Regions from separate parts of the Mus musculus genome. Here region 1 is linked to region 2. A link is a contact called in public Hi-C data. All regions are on one chromosome and are shown on one strand. Each heading gives the region's core, a stretch centred on a gene start, on an enhancer-like site or on the middle of the called end of the contact. The rest is flanking DNA. Distances are from core to core; before and after follow the strand shown.

The links. A called contact is a pair of places that touch in the nucleus more often than the background predicts.
Region 1: a Hi-C map of muscle stem cells shows a contact between it and region 2, with 6 times the contacts expected there. The contact joins the promoter of 1700030J22Rik here to the promoter of Cmtr2 in region 2.

Annotation. Positions count from the first base shown.
Region 1 is chr8:116,973,225-116,980,458 of GRCm38.p6, forward strand. It overlaps 1700030J22Rik (RIKEN cDNA 1700030J22 gene), which reads right to left and starts at 5,735. Exons shown (of 3, transcript NM_027103.3): 1 at 5,555-5,735; 2 at 228-475. The coding sequence starts at 437.
Region 2 is chr8:110,216,443-110,223,242 of GRCm38.p6, forward strand. Cmtr2 (cap methyltransferase 2) reads left to right here and starts at 1,518. Exons shown (of 2, transcript NM_146215.4): 1 at 1,518-1,644; 2 at 4,598-6,800. The coding sequence starts at 4,618.

The DNA.
Region 1 (7,234 bases), core at 4,485-6,984, 6.8 Mb after region 2:
CGTTTCACCTCTGGGTGCTCTGCAGCCTCCTTCCCAGCACGAGGTCCCAGATGGCTGTGGAGATGTTGACAGACCATCTATGGGTGCCCGTGAGCACACGCTGTGTCGCTGTTTCTCCTCCGTCCCAAGGCTCCTACATTCACTACAACACTATCAGTAATACAAACTACTTTGGAAAAAGCCCCATAGTAGACACGAAGGTGAGAAAGACCCAAGGCGGCACTCACAGCTTCCTCCCACCCGGTGCTGATGGCACACTCGCTGGCCCTCCCATCCTCTTCCAGTGTGAGGTCGCTGACACCAAGAAGGCAGCAGACATGACTCCTTTCACTTTTCTCGTCCGGACAATGTAAAGTTGGTGCCGTCTCTTCCGTAGCTTCAATTTTCTGATTTTCTGTATTTTCTAAAAAAGTCTCGCTTTCCTCACAGACATCCATTACTAGGGTGATTGCTTATGGTTTTTAACATCTTCTTCCTGCAAAGTTCAATTAAAGCTGGTTTTAATATTATTTTTTTAATCAGATCAGTAGCTGAAGTGAAATCTTTTATTATATACAAGAAAGACTGAGAATAAACGTTTCAAAATTACCCATTTATAACTGCTGACAAAAAAGATATGGCTAATTTTAGTTAAAAACTAGTGTATTTTTTTTAACGTGTGTGTGTGTGTGTGTGTGTGTGTGTGTGTGTGTGTGTGAGATGGGGGAGGTGGAGGGATATGCCACAACATTTTCATGGACGTCAGAGGACAACACTTCTGTAGTTCTGTCCTTTAATTCCCCATCACACACACACACACACACACACACACACACACACTCACACTCACACTAGGGATTGAACTCAGGTCACCAGGCTTGTGAGGAAAGTTCATTTACCTGCCAGAATCACCTACCAGCCCAAGACTACTGAATGCGGTAATGGCCAGAGGGACAAAGGAAAGGTAGGAAGGCACTAGCTAGCATCAGCTCTATCGCTTGCTACTATTACAGAGTTCACAAGGGACACAGGTATACGAATGGCACTACGCTGACATCAGGAGACAAGAGGGACCACACAGCTTACAGACTCAGGCTTCACTTGTTCCCAGAACCCTCAGAGTCGGCTGGGGGGTCACAAACTTCCCAAGACGCCAGTTAGTTACTCTCTTTCCACACTTCCCCCTGCTGGTCCACTCCGCTCTACTTCCTCCAAACACAGCAAAGCAGCAAGTGCTGGCAGAGATACAGAGAAATCACAGCCTCATCCCCCAGGTGGGGCTCGCCTGGAAATACTTGGAAAGCAGTATCGAAGTTTATCTTTATGGTAACATATAAAGAGGTGAGACGAGACTGTCACAGAACCTGCTAACTCTGCTCTGAGTTCTACACTTAGCAGCTGATCCTCACGCCTCTGGCACGGTCTGGACGCGGAGTAAGCCCTGGGAAAGGCTCACAGTGGGGCTGCTGGACTTGGAGTAAGCGCTGGGAAGGGCTCACAGTGGGGCTGCTGGACTTGGAGTAAGCGCTGGGAAGGGCTCACAGTGGGGCTGCTGGACTTGGAGTAAGTGCTGGGAAGGGCTTATAGTGGGGCTGCTGACTGATGGGTGCACCATGGGTTGCTTTTGCAACAAAGTCTCCCTAAATTGCCAGACTGGATCCAACTTCCCATCTTAGTCACCAAGTGGCTGGGATTTTGGTGTGGGCCACCACTTACAGCTAAGCGTTGATATATGTGTATTGTTTGGGGTGACTATATATGTTCCACCTTTACATGCATTCTGGGGATTGAACTCAGGTCACCTGGTGCCTTGACAAGTGCCTTTAGGGGCTGAGCCACCTCGATGACCTGAGGAATGGTATTTTTTAAGCCCCGGGTCACTCTAAAGATCCACCAAGCTTGGAGAAGTGCTGCTTTTGGAAAGCTCTCTCTTCCCAATACAGAAGCAACACTGGTTCCTGCACACCAGCAGTATCTTCTAGCCCTGAACACAGAGCAAGACCTTGCAAGGGGAAGTGCACAGCCAAAGCCTGGGGAACCTGAAAATGCCTGCGTCTGCATCACAAAGAGGAACGGATCCTGCCATCCAGCCACAGTTCACAATCCCAGGAGCCCTTTCCAGCTGTGCCTGTCCTGAAAAGAATCTGAAGGTGTCTGTGCAGACTGAGAGTGAGGACCAGCAAAGGATGAAGAAAGTAGTTTAGGGTGAGCCCCACGATGCAGCAGACACTGGACCCCACGAGGGTCTAAGAAGACAGCCCAGCTGCACTCCATTACACTGCAGCACAGGAAATTCGGGAGTTGTTTATAAACAGCATTGTACGTTACCCAGGACCTGCACTGGCTCCTTTGACGGAGGGGAAACTGGTCAAAGTGTGGTCAGATCACTGCATCGCAATTCATTATACGCCACTTGAGAACACTCAGGTTTCTCAGGCAGAAACTAATGTTCCACAGCAAGAGAATGTGGCTGCCCTTTTCCTAATTAAAAAAAAAATTCAGGGCCAGTGAGATGACTTGGCAGGTAAAAGCTCTCACAGTACAAACCTGATGACCCAAGCACAATCCCCAGAAGCCACAGGATTTAATTGAGAGAGAGACAGACAGACACTGAGCTCGGTCTGTAACTCCTCCCACACTCCCAGTGAAATGGAAGGCACTGGCTGTAGAACCTCCTGGAAGCTCATTAGCCAGCCAGCCTAGAATACACAGCACAACAGAAAAAAACAGGAGGTGGAAGCGGAAATCAACTCCAGGAAGCTGTCTTGTGCCCGCCACATGCAAGCCTAGGCACAGTCCCGTGATACATGTATGCTAACATATAAACGCCCAATTGCACTGATAACTTTTTTTATTATTTTAAGTATATTGCGTGAGTGTGAGTGTACCGAGGGGGGTGGTAGTTTGCAAGTGCTGGGCTGTGCGTGCCCATTGAGACCAGAGACATTGCTGCTCTGAGAACTGGAGATACAGGCAGTTATGAGGTACCAGATGGGGTCCTCTGTAAGAGCAGAGGTGCTCTCCTTTCCAGCCTTAGAATTAACAGTGAATGAGTCAGTTAGTTCATGGCTTCAATTTTAAGTTTTCCGACTATAAACACACCTTCAACTTCTGCTACTGTTCCTTTCATCTAATCACATTAACAGTTGACAAAACACAAGCATCAACTAGAGTTAGATATGACAGCGCATGTCTGTCCCCCCATTGTGGGAGGCTGAGGCAGGAGGCAGTCAAGGCCTGTCTCAATCTTCCCTCATCGCCCTCCCCCTGCCTGCACTGCCAAAATAAAAATAAAATCACCAAAGCCAGAGATGTGTGGTTTCATCTTTTTGTTTTGGTTCGGTTTTCTTTTTAAGATTTGTTTGTTTTGCCGAGCGTGGTGGCGCACGCCTTTAATCCCAGCACAGGCAGATTTCTGAGTTCGAGGCCAGCCTGGTCTACAGAGTGAGTTCCAGGACAGCCAGGGCTACACAGAGAAACCCTGTCTCAAACAAACAAACAAACAAAAGAATACTGTAAAGATTTGTTTGTCTGTTTATTATTTGGGAGACTGGAGCGGTCCTTCAGCAATTAAGAACATTTGTTGCTCTTGCAGAGGACCCAGGTTCAGTTCCCAACACCCATATGGCAATTCACAACTGTCTGTAACTCCAGGTCCAGAGAATCTGATTCCCTCCCTTGGCAGCATTGCATATATGTGCTACACACACACACACATACAGGTGAACACTTAAGAAATACAAACAAATTAAATTGTATTAGGTTTATCTGTGTTGTGTGTATGAGTGTTTTGCCTACATATGTACACTCCATGTGTGCCTTGTACTTCAGAGACCAGAAGACAGCATTAGAATAACAGACAACTGAGAGCCACCACGTAGTTGCTGGGAATCAAACCTTGGGTTCTCTGCAAAACAAGTGCTCTTAACCACTGAGCCATCTCTCCAGCCGCTCTAATGTGTTTTGAGACAGAGCTGGCCTTAAACTTGGAGCAATCCTTCTGGCTCTGCTTCTTTTTTTGTTTTTTTATTTTGTTTTGTTTTGTTTTTTGAGACAGGGTTTCTCTGTGTAGCCCTGGTTGTCCTGGAACTCACTTTGTAGACCAGGCTGGCCTCGAACTCAGAAATCTGCCTGCCTCTGCCTCCCAAGTGCTGGGATTAAAGGCATGCGCCACAATGCCCGGCTCTGCCTCTGTTTCTTAAGTGCTGGGATTAAGCCAAGTACTTAAATGGCTCGCTTGTGATTTCTCACAAATTATATACCAATTTACTGTTCTGTTAGAATGCAGGAGGTCTGTATTGCTACCTTTCTTTCCTTATTTAAAAATTTTTTTTATATGTATGGATGTTTTGCCAGCATGTCTGTGTACCGCAGGCTGCGAGCCCTGCATGCTAGGAGACCAGAGAAGAGCATTGGATCCTCTGAACTCGAGTTAGTCATGAGCTACCATGTAGGTTCTGGGTATTGAACCTGGGCCCTCTGCAAGAGCAGCCAGTGCTCTTAAACTCCTTAGCTATCTTTCCAGCCCATATTTTTCCATTTTCTTAAACTCGTGTTTTTACACACATGGTGTGCACATCAGGTACCCCTGCTCTCTTCCTCACCTGCCTTAGTCCCTTGAGACAGTTTCTCAGTGAGCCTGAAGCTTACCATTTTCAGGTTAGGCTTCCTGGCTTACAAGCCCATGCATTTCTTCTCGAATGGGCTTGAGAAAGAAGATGGCTCCGTCATACAGTGCTTGCCACACAGGTAGAGAAAACAGAGTTAAGGGCCCCAGTACCCACACAAAAAGCCAATTGCTATAATGAATGAAAGCCTTTAATTCCAGCGCCAGGAAGCAGAGACAGGAGGATTCCTAGAGCTTGCCAGCTAGCCAGGCTAGCCAAATCAGTGAACTCTGGGTTCAGCGAGAGAACATGTCTCAAAAAAAAAAAAATAAATAAATAAATAAATAAAAATAAGGTGACTGAGGGCTGGAGAAATGGCTCAGCAGTTAAGAGCACTTGCTACTCTTGCCAAAGACCCACGTTCGTTCCTGGCACCCACATAGCAACTTACAACAGCCAATAATTCCACTTGCAGGGTAGGGCGTGTGCCATTTCTATGTCAACCATTTCCAACTCGTGCCCTTTTTCATTTTTGCCTAGGTTCTAGATTTCTGTTTTGGACGGGGTTTCATTCCGCCCCTTTTTTTCCGGCTCTCTGAATTCACTAAGGGCTGGGTCCTGAAAGGATGGCCTTCTGAGGGCTCCCAAGGCTCACGGCAGACGGAATCTCGCGCCCACGCCTTCCCACCTGGTTTCTCCCTTTTACTAATAGTCCCTGCACACTCCTTCATGCCGCATAAGTTCCTTCCCTCCCTCCAAGAGGCTCCCTACACGCTACAAGCTGAGAGTTTACCCTTCCTTCAGAAGATCAAGAGGGCTGCATCAAGCTCCTTCCATTGAAACCTCAACCACGCCCCCACAGACCACGCCTATCAAACGGCTCCTCCCTGAGGCCCAAGCGGCTCCCTAGGCCCCGCCCAGTCCAGGCTACCCCAGAACCGTACCCCATCTTCGTCTCGCTTACCCACCCTGAAGATTGCTTCCTTCCGCGGCTCTGCCGCCCGTGAAGTGTCTAGGGAGTGTTCCCCGGGGTGAGGACGTGGCCACAGCCACTCAGACGCTCCTACGGGGCCGCGAGGTAAGGAAGGTCCGGAGCGGCAAGTCGCGGCCCCCAAGAGCCGGGCTGTTGCCCTAGGTTACGGCCGCGTCGGAGGCGGGCCTAGGTGCAGGCATGCCGGAAGTGACGTAACCCCGCAACAAACCAGCTCAAGGGCGGAGTCCCCTCTGAGGGCGGGGCTAAGGAGCATTCCCGTCGCTCTGTGCGTGGTTGCTAGGTGCCGCGTTGCCAGACGCTTCGAGAGCTTCGCAGGCACTGGCGACGTTGGGCGGCCAAGTTGCGCTGCAACAGCCTTTTGCCTTCTAGAAGGAATGCCTCAGAGGCCACACAAACAGTGTCTGGAGATTTGGCCACTTCTTCCTTTGGGCAGAATCGTCCCTTCCTTCTTGGGATCCCGTGTTGAAAGCGAGAGCAGAACTTCGCGGGACGACTCATTCCTAGTTGCATAATTTTGAGACCGAGTCTTCCTTGTTTTGTAGCCTGGTGCGGTCTCGAACTCATGGCAACCCTCCTTCCTCGATGTCCTAAATCAACATTGAAGGGATCGAGGGCGTGGGCTTCCACACCTGCTGACAGGAAGGATTTCTGGTTTTGTTCTTTTTGGTGCTGCCCACTTTAGTGGGGCAGAAGCAGCAGTTTCTCGCGAGGGGGCCGCCCACTTCTCCACTATGCTGCCCTTGGTGCCCAACTCATGTCTAGTTCCAAGGTCCCTTTGCTTTCTGGTTTAAAAAGTATTAAGAAAACAAGTCTCCAAAAGCAGGCTGAGTCAAAGGCTTTTGGAAAAAATGGCTAAGAATTACTACTTTTTACACTTATAGCATTATATAATATATATACAGTATAGCATATATACAATCGATAGCATAGATTTATAGCATTAACGGCCTCTAAAGATGTGATGTATATGACACATGAAGTTGGAACAAAGTCCTCTTCTAGACTGTGAATATTTGTTATTTCCCCCATATATATGAGGGAAATACTTTAACAAGCATATATGATAGATATTGTAATTATATTGCTATACCAGCGTATCTAATGGGCTATGACACATATTTCTAAAATTTTCTATGTATTTTTGGATTTATGCGTATGAGTGTTCTGCCTGTGTATATGTATGTACACCATGTTCATACTGGACAGTCATAAAGACACACTCTTTCATTGTTTTCTAGGTTCGCCTGCTAGACAGCGAGTCTGTCACCAAGATGTGTCTCCGTTCCTCGGTGTTTTGAGGTAGGCTTTCACTATGACGTCTAGTCTGGCCTCCAACAGCTTCCTTCTGTCTCTGAATGCTGGAATTACAAGCACATGCCACCAGACCTGGCCACTCAACCATGATCTTTACAACCGAAGGTAGACAAGTCTTTTCAACAGCCACAGAAAAGCTCAGAAGTGGGGGTGGGGAAGGGGGCAGGTCAAATTTTCCAGTCTGCTGCAGCAGAGTCTGCAGTTCCATACCACTGGTCTTTTTCATACCAGATACTGTGTGGGGCGCCCTCTAGTGGTTCTACTAAAACCCAACATAGTCAGCCTCCAAAGTGTTGCTTTGTTTTGTGGAGTTTTACGATTTAATACCTTGTGAACAATT
Region 2 (6,800 bases), core at 268-2,767:
GTTACACACACTCAGAACTCTGGGGAAGATTTAAGAAGTTACACACACAGCAGCTGCGATTATTCTCTCCTCTTGGTCGCTATGCCTGCTGGATGACTCAGTTCCTCCACATCTAAGTCACACAAGAATAATGAAAACATATGCTTACAACAACATATTAGAAAGTCCCCAAACAGGTCCATTCGTAATATCACCAGTCTAGAAACTAAACAGTCAGCCTTCAGTAGAAGAACTGATTAAAGTCAACCCACAGAATGACAAACCCCTTGCAATATAAATTTTAAAGACACAAGACAATACAGATGAAAACATTTTAAATAATAAATTGAACAGGGAGAGGCTGAGAAGAGTCAAAGTGTAATGATTGAATTATGTGAAATTCTAGACCAGATCATCTAAATTAGGGTGATGGGAAATACAGTGATAGCTGCTTCTTGAGGGTGGAAGACTAGGAAGGAACTTAAGGGAGCTTTTCTAAAATATTCAGTAGGTATTTGCCTGCTCCACAAGAGGAATTCATGCCTTGTATTAGTTATGGCCCAAACCCATAACTAACAAATCGTGGGCTCTAAGGGAGAGTCCACTGATTTTTTTTTTTTTCTCTAAATGGTCAAGTTGCCAAACTGCCTTCTGAATACGGTGCTCTTCCCTCATCTCTGTCAAAGTTCTGAGAAGTGACTGACAGCTCAGCCATAGACAGGCCATCTACATAACACCTGCTCAGGGAAGGGGAGTGCAGAAGAGTGGGTGAAAAGAGTGGGAGAGCGAGAGGATGAGGGAAGTGCTGTGAAGCGCTTTCCTCTAAAAAGGATGGCTGTTACACTTATAAACGCACAGCAGCTGTGGCTACCCCACAGCTGGGGAGGTGGAGACAGGTGGATACCAGTGACTAGCTGGACAGTCTAACCTAACTAGAGAGTCCCAGGCCTGAGAGTCCATCCTCTGGTATCCCTGGCTGACATGGAACTCTCTATGTAGACCAGAGTGACTTAGAACTCAGAGATCTGTTTCCCTCTGGCTCATGAGAGCTGGGATCAAAGGCTTGTGGCACTACACCGGGTGGTTTTCTTTTTCCTTGGTTTATTAATATGTAAACACACCAAGTGATGATACTTCCGTTTCTTTAATTTGGTTTTGCACTCAAGTTATCCATTGAGCTTCAATTTTAATGCAGTCTCTCCTAGGAACTAGCATCTATCTATCCAGGGTAAACCTTCGGGTACCAAAGCCCAGTTCCGTTGCCATGGCGACCCGCTGAGACGGACAAGTTTCTCCGCACCAGAGCTCAGCTCCAGGAGTTGCCACCCTCCCGAGTGACGTCGATGCGCGTGACGATAGGCCTCCCGGAAGGCGCCTGTGCAGTGTGGCTGTCAGAGCCTCGCAGCCGGTGGGGGCGTGGTCTGGAGGAGGATCTGGCTCCAGTTGCGCGTGCGCAGGTCCGGGCGGTCTTCCAGGCGCTCCCTCCTCTTTGTCCGCGACCCGGTTGCCAAGTACGCAGAGGAGACGCCACCCCCGGAAGCTGTTCCCGGGAGCGGAAGTGGCAGGTGGCTCGTTAGAGTGAGGACCGCGTGTGCGGTGCTACTCTGCTCCTGCTCGAGGGGCTCTGGTGGGCGTGGGCTGAAGGAATGCGGACCCGGCTTCTCGGTGAGTGACAGTTCCCGGACGGTTCGCTGCGGGCAAGGGGCGGGGCTGCTCAAATGAGTGTTTGAGAGGTGGCTGTCCCAGGACCCAGTGTGAGCACTGCACATGCCCCAGTGTTTTTATTTCCTAGGAAAAGTTGGCGGGACCATTGCTAACACTCCCTATGCTCACTTAGACCTGACAGCTGTTGAGAACTTAAAGGCTTTGGTGTTGGACTTACAAATTTTATAATCATTTCCTTGTGGCTTTGGACAGGAAGCTTCCTGTCTTCCACTTGGAGCCTGCAAAATAATACAGTTGATACTCATCAGCCTCACATGCACTTTGGAAACGGCATGCATTTAGTTGAAAAAAAATTTTATGCATTTAATTGAAATTTTTTTTGTTTTTAAGTCGTACATTGAAATGCTAGGGTGAAATTGAAATGCATTATTCTGTTCAGAGCTTTGTCTTTTGGGCTAAGTGTAATATTCGTCCATTTATCCAGTTAATGTTAGTGTACTTAAGTGCCCACCAGCCACTGTTGGAACCTTTTGGGGTGGCATGTAAGTGAGCAAAATAAAAGATAACTGTCCTGCAGAAGTGCGGAGCTTACATTCTGGTTTGAGGAAGTTGAGAACGACAAGTCACAAACAGAACACAGGGGAAAAGAAATAAGTGATAAACATGAATGCCGTGGGAGAAAGTGAGGTAAGGGCCATGGGGAGCCCGAGATGCAATTTCAAAATAAGTGTGTTAGGATAGGCTTCACAGAGTAAAGTGCCTTCCAGCAAATACCAGGAGGAGCTGAGGGGATTAGCTAGATAGATACTTGGGGGAGTAAAGCCCAGGTAGAGCTTGCCTCTTAGTATTGAGCAAAGTGTTCCAACGTGGTGTGGCCTGGGTCTTCAGTGAACAGCAGGCTTGTGTGGCTGGAGTGGAATGGATAAGGGGGCGGTAATATTAAGAATGAGTTGGCAGCAAGGCTCAAGTACAGTCAGGAACCTTGGAGCGTTTGAATCCTTTTAGTTGTTTGCAAGTGAAGGCAATTATCCACTTAATTTCGGTAAGATTTCACAGCTTAACCACAGCCACTAATTAGTATGTGAAGTTAATGACTAAAAGTAGACTTTTTTTTTCCCCCCAAAATAGAATGTATTGGAGGTCTAAATGTAGCTGCGGTTCCCAGTAAGCACAGCGTGGATCAAGACAGATGAGCTCATTGTAGTAAATTTTCTGTTTGCTCTTACGTAGAGTTTTTGTGCGTGCAGAAATGCCCTGCTTTTGCCTCCCCCTAAGAGCTTTTCTAAATACAGTTTCTAACTGTTAAATGATGTTGCTGTTTGTGACAGTAAATCTCTACTCACGTGGGACTCGTAAGTAGTTGTGACAAACAAGATGATTAAAAAAGGTACCCACTGCTTTAAGGAGCTTACCAACCTGTACACCAGATGAACACAGGATAAAATACAGGATGAAAAGGGATGGGAAGGTTTGCTAAGAGGACAGGACTCAGGAAGCACCAATGTCATGATGTCATTATGGTCATAGCTAACCTTTATTTCTCAGTTTAGATTTCCTTTGAGTTCATCTTGCTCAGCGTACAAAGGAGCGCGCCTGACTCACGATTTTCACCTTGAATGTCTGCTTTCTGTAGGATGGGGATTTAGTTGTCAGTTTTTCTATGTCTGACGTTTTATGTCTAACCATTTATTGGATGAATTGACTATGACATGATTGCAGAGCATGAACTGAAAACTTAAGCACTCCTCACCATCGGGTGACATATGACACTCAGCGTTCCACATGGTGGAATTTAGAGCTCTCCAGCAGTGCCATCTTTCTTTACCTTAGCCTCTGTTCTGCCAAGATAGATGTTTCTAGTTTCCTAGGCAGTTAAGGGTTTTGTTGTTGATGCTGTTGTTAGGGGTTTTGTTTTGTCTACATTTATTTATTAGCTCTACTTCACTCTAACAAAACCCCTACAATAAGCAATGTAGGAAGAGAAGGGCTTATTCTGGCTCATGGTTTCAGAAGTTTCAATTGGTGGTCAGTTAGCTCATTGCCGTTGGCCCTATGGTGAGGCAGTACATGATGGAGAGTGCACAAAGAAAAAGGACTTTTCACCTGGTGGCAGCCAGGAAAGGACATGGAGGACAGGGGTCCTAATAGCTACTCAGTAACCTAACTTCCTTCCATTAGGCTCCACCTCTTAAAGGGTCCCCCTGCTCCAAGTAGCATCATGAACTGGGAACCGAACTTTTCTCTAGAGGGTTTTGGGGCAGTATTTCAGATCCAAACTCTAGCTATGAATAGTAGGTGATGGCTTACATGGATGATTGATACCACCAAGGTACCTGTCTCAGTGAAATGTCATCAAAGTGTATAAAGCAAGCCTTGTAAGTTGGCTAAGTTGCTGGCAACAGAGAGGCTTGGCCAGACCAGTCTCAGATGATCAGACACCCTCCAGCCGGGAAGGTGGGTTACAAAGGGAATTAATTATAAGTGCCAAAAGGAGTTTGATTTGCAGTCACGTTTGAGGATGAAGTGGAAGGATGTTCATGTGTTTACGGTACATGGGTTGTGTCTAATCTGAGAACAGAGAGCTTTGGGGAGGAGCCAGGTGAGTTGCTATGGCAAAAGCTGCCACTCCCTGCTAAATACTGTTAGGTGCCACCTCTTTAAAAAAATCATTTGAAAGACCAGTATTTGAAAATAAGAAAAACATTGAGCCCCAGAATAAAACATATTTTCCAGGACATTGATTAAACTGTAAGGAGCAGAGCTGGAATTTATGCTGAGGACTGATGGCTGTCTAGGCCTCTCCCCTTTATTCCGTGTTGCTTTGCTTTGTAACAGTGTGCTGACATCGGCCTTCACATTGTACTGGGTTTGTTGAAGTGTGATCAGATTTTCTGCAATGCTGTTTCACTCACTATAAAGGTGACCCTTGTAACCTTCCGTTTTGTCTTCTCAGATTTTTAACTCAGTTTGACAATGAGCAAGCGCAGAAAGCTTCCGGCTCGGCAGCCAGCTTGCTTGGAGACCTTCAGCCCAGACGTCCTCAATGACGTGTCTGAGCTCTTTGCCAAGAGCTTTTCCTACCGTAAGCCACTCGATAATGAGTGGCAGTTACCAGCTCCCACGGAGAGCTTCTCCTGTGGGCACCTCGAGTTCAGGGCTCTTCTAGACTTGAAGAACTCCCTGAACGAAGTGAAGAACCTCCTGAGCGATAAGAAGCTGGACGAGTGGCACAGGCACACGGCCTTCACCAACAAGGCAGGCAAAATCATCTCTCATGTCAAAAAGGCCGTGAACGCGGAACTCTGCACTCAGGCCTGGTGCAAATTCCAGGAGATCCTGTGCAGTTTCCCCCTCATTCCGCAGGAAGCTTTTCAGAGTGGAAGACTGAATTCTCTGCACCTGTGTGAAGCTCCGGGCGCCTTCATCGCTAGCCTCAACCATTACTTAAAATCTCACCGGTTCCCCTGTGAATGGAGCTGGGTGGCGAACAGCCTGAATCCATACCACGAGGCAAACGACAATCTTAGGATGATTACGGATGACCGGCTGATGGCAAATACCTTGCACTGCTGGTACTTCGGCCCAGATAATACCGGTGATATCATGACCCTGAAATATCTGACCGGGCTTCAGGACTTCCTCAGCGGCATGTCTCCCATTCACTTGGTCACGGCTGATGGCAGCTTCGATTGCCAAGGAAACCCAGGTGAACAGGAAGCCTTAGTGTCGTCTTTGCATTACTGCGAAGCTGTCACTGCTCTGATCACTCTTGGAGACGGCGGCTCTTTTGTTCTAAAGATGTTTACGTTGTTTGAACACTGTTCTGTGAACCTCATGTACCTGCTAAATTGTTCTTTTGACCAAGTTCATGTTTTCAAACCTGCGACTAGCAAGGCAGGAAACTCAGAAGTCTATGTGGTGTGTCTTCGCTATAAGGGAAGAGAGGCCGTTCAGCCTCTGCTATCTAGGATGGTGTTGAACTTCGGCACTGAGATGACCAGGAAGGCGCTCTTTCCTCATCATGTGATCCCCAAATCCTTCCTTGAGCGACACGAAGAGTGTTGTACGTTCTTTCATAGATACCAGTTAGAGACTATATCTGAGAACATTCGTCTTTTTGAGAGCATGGGAACGGGGGAGCAAGAGAGACTCAATAATCTAAGGGATTGCGCTGTACAATATTTTATGCAAAAATTTCAACTGAAGCCTCTTTCAAGAAATCACTGGCTCGTTAAAAAGTCCAATATTGGTTGTAGTATGAACACGAAATGGTTTGGACAGAGAAACAAGTATTTTAAAACCTATAATGAACGGAAGATGATGGAAACCCTTTCATGGAAGGATAAAGTAGCCAAAGGATACTTCAATAGTTGGGCAGAGGAACACACCGTCTATCATCCCGGGCAGAATTCCCTCCTTGAAGGGACTGCTTCCAGTCTTGAGTACCAGTCGTGGCAAGTCTTAGAAGGAAAGAAACTGCCGAAGGTAAAGTGTTCCCCTTTCTGTGATGGTGAAATTTTAAAGACTCTCAATGAAGCCATCGAGAAGTCCTTAGGAGAAGCTTTGAGCGTGGATGCCAAGGTCAGTTCCAAGCAGCAATACCGCTGTTGTCCCGTCTTTTCAGAAGAGTCAGTATTATCCGAGTTGTTGAGGCTTACCAAGTGCCTTCCGGACGAACAGGGTGCGGAACCCAGCGGCCCAGTCAAGTGCCTGCTGGTGGGCTCACCGGCCGTCTGTGATCTCCAGATGCCCGCGCCACTGGAAATCCAGCTTGTGGAGTCCGTGGAGCTCACAGCCTTCAGCTGTTCCCTGCTTCACGATGGTGACCCAGCCTACCAGCATTTGTTCTTGGACTGCCTGCTGCACTCACTGAGGCGGCTTCACAGGGGAGATGTGATGGTCTTGCCCATCCTTTCTTGCTTCACGAGGTTTATGGCTGGCCTGACCTTCGTCCTCCACGGCTGTTTTAGATTTATCACGTTCTCTTGTCCCACGTCCCTGGAGCCCCTCAGGACCTGTGCCGTCTTGCTGTGCATTGGTTATCAGAACCTTCCAGATGCAGTTTTCCAGTTTCTACAGAATGTTCATGACCTCTTGAGCAAGCTGCTGCACCCCAGTGCCCCTCGGCAGATTTTACAGTTCCTACCAATGGAGGC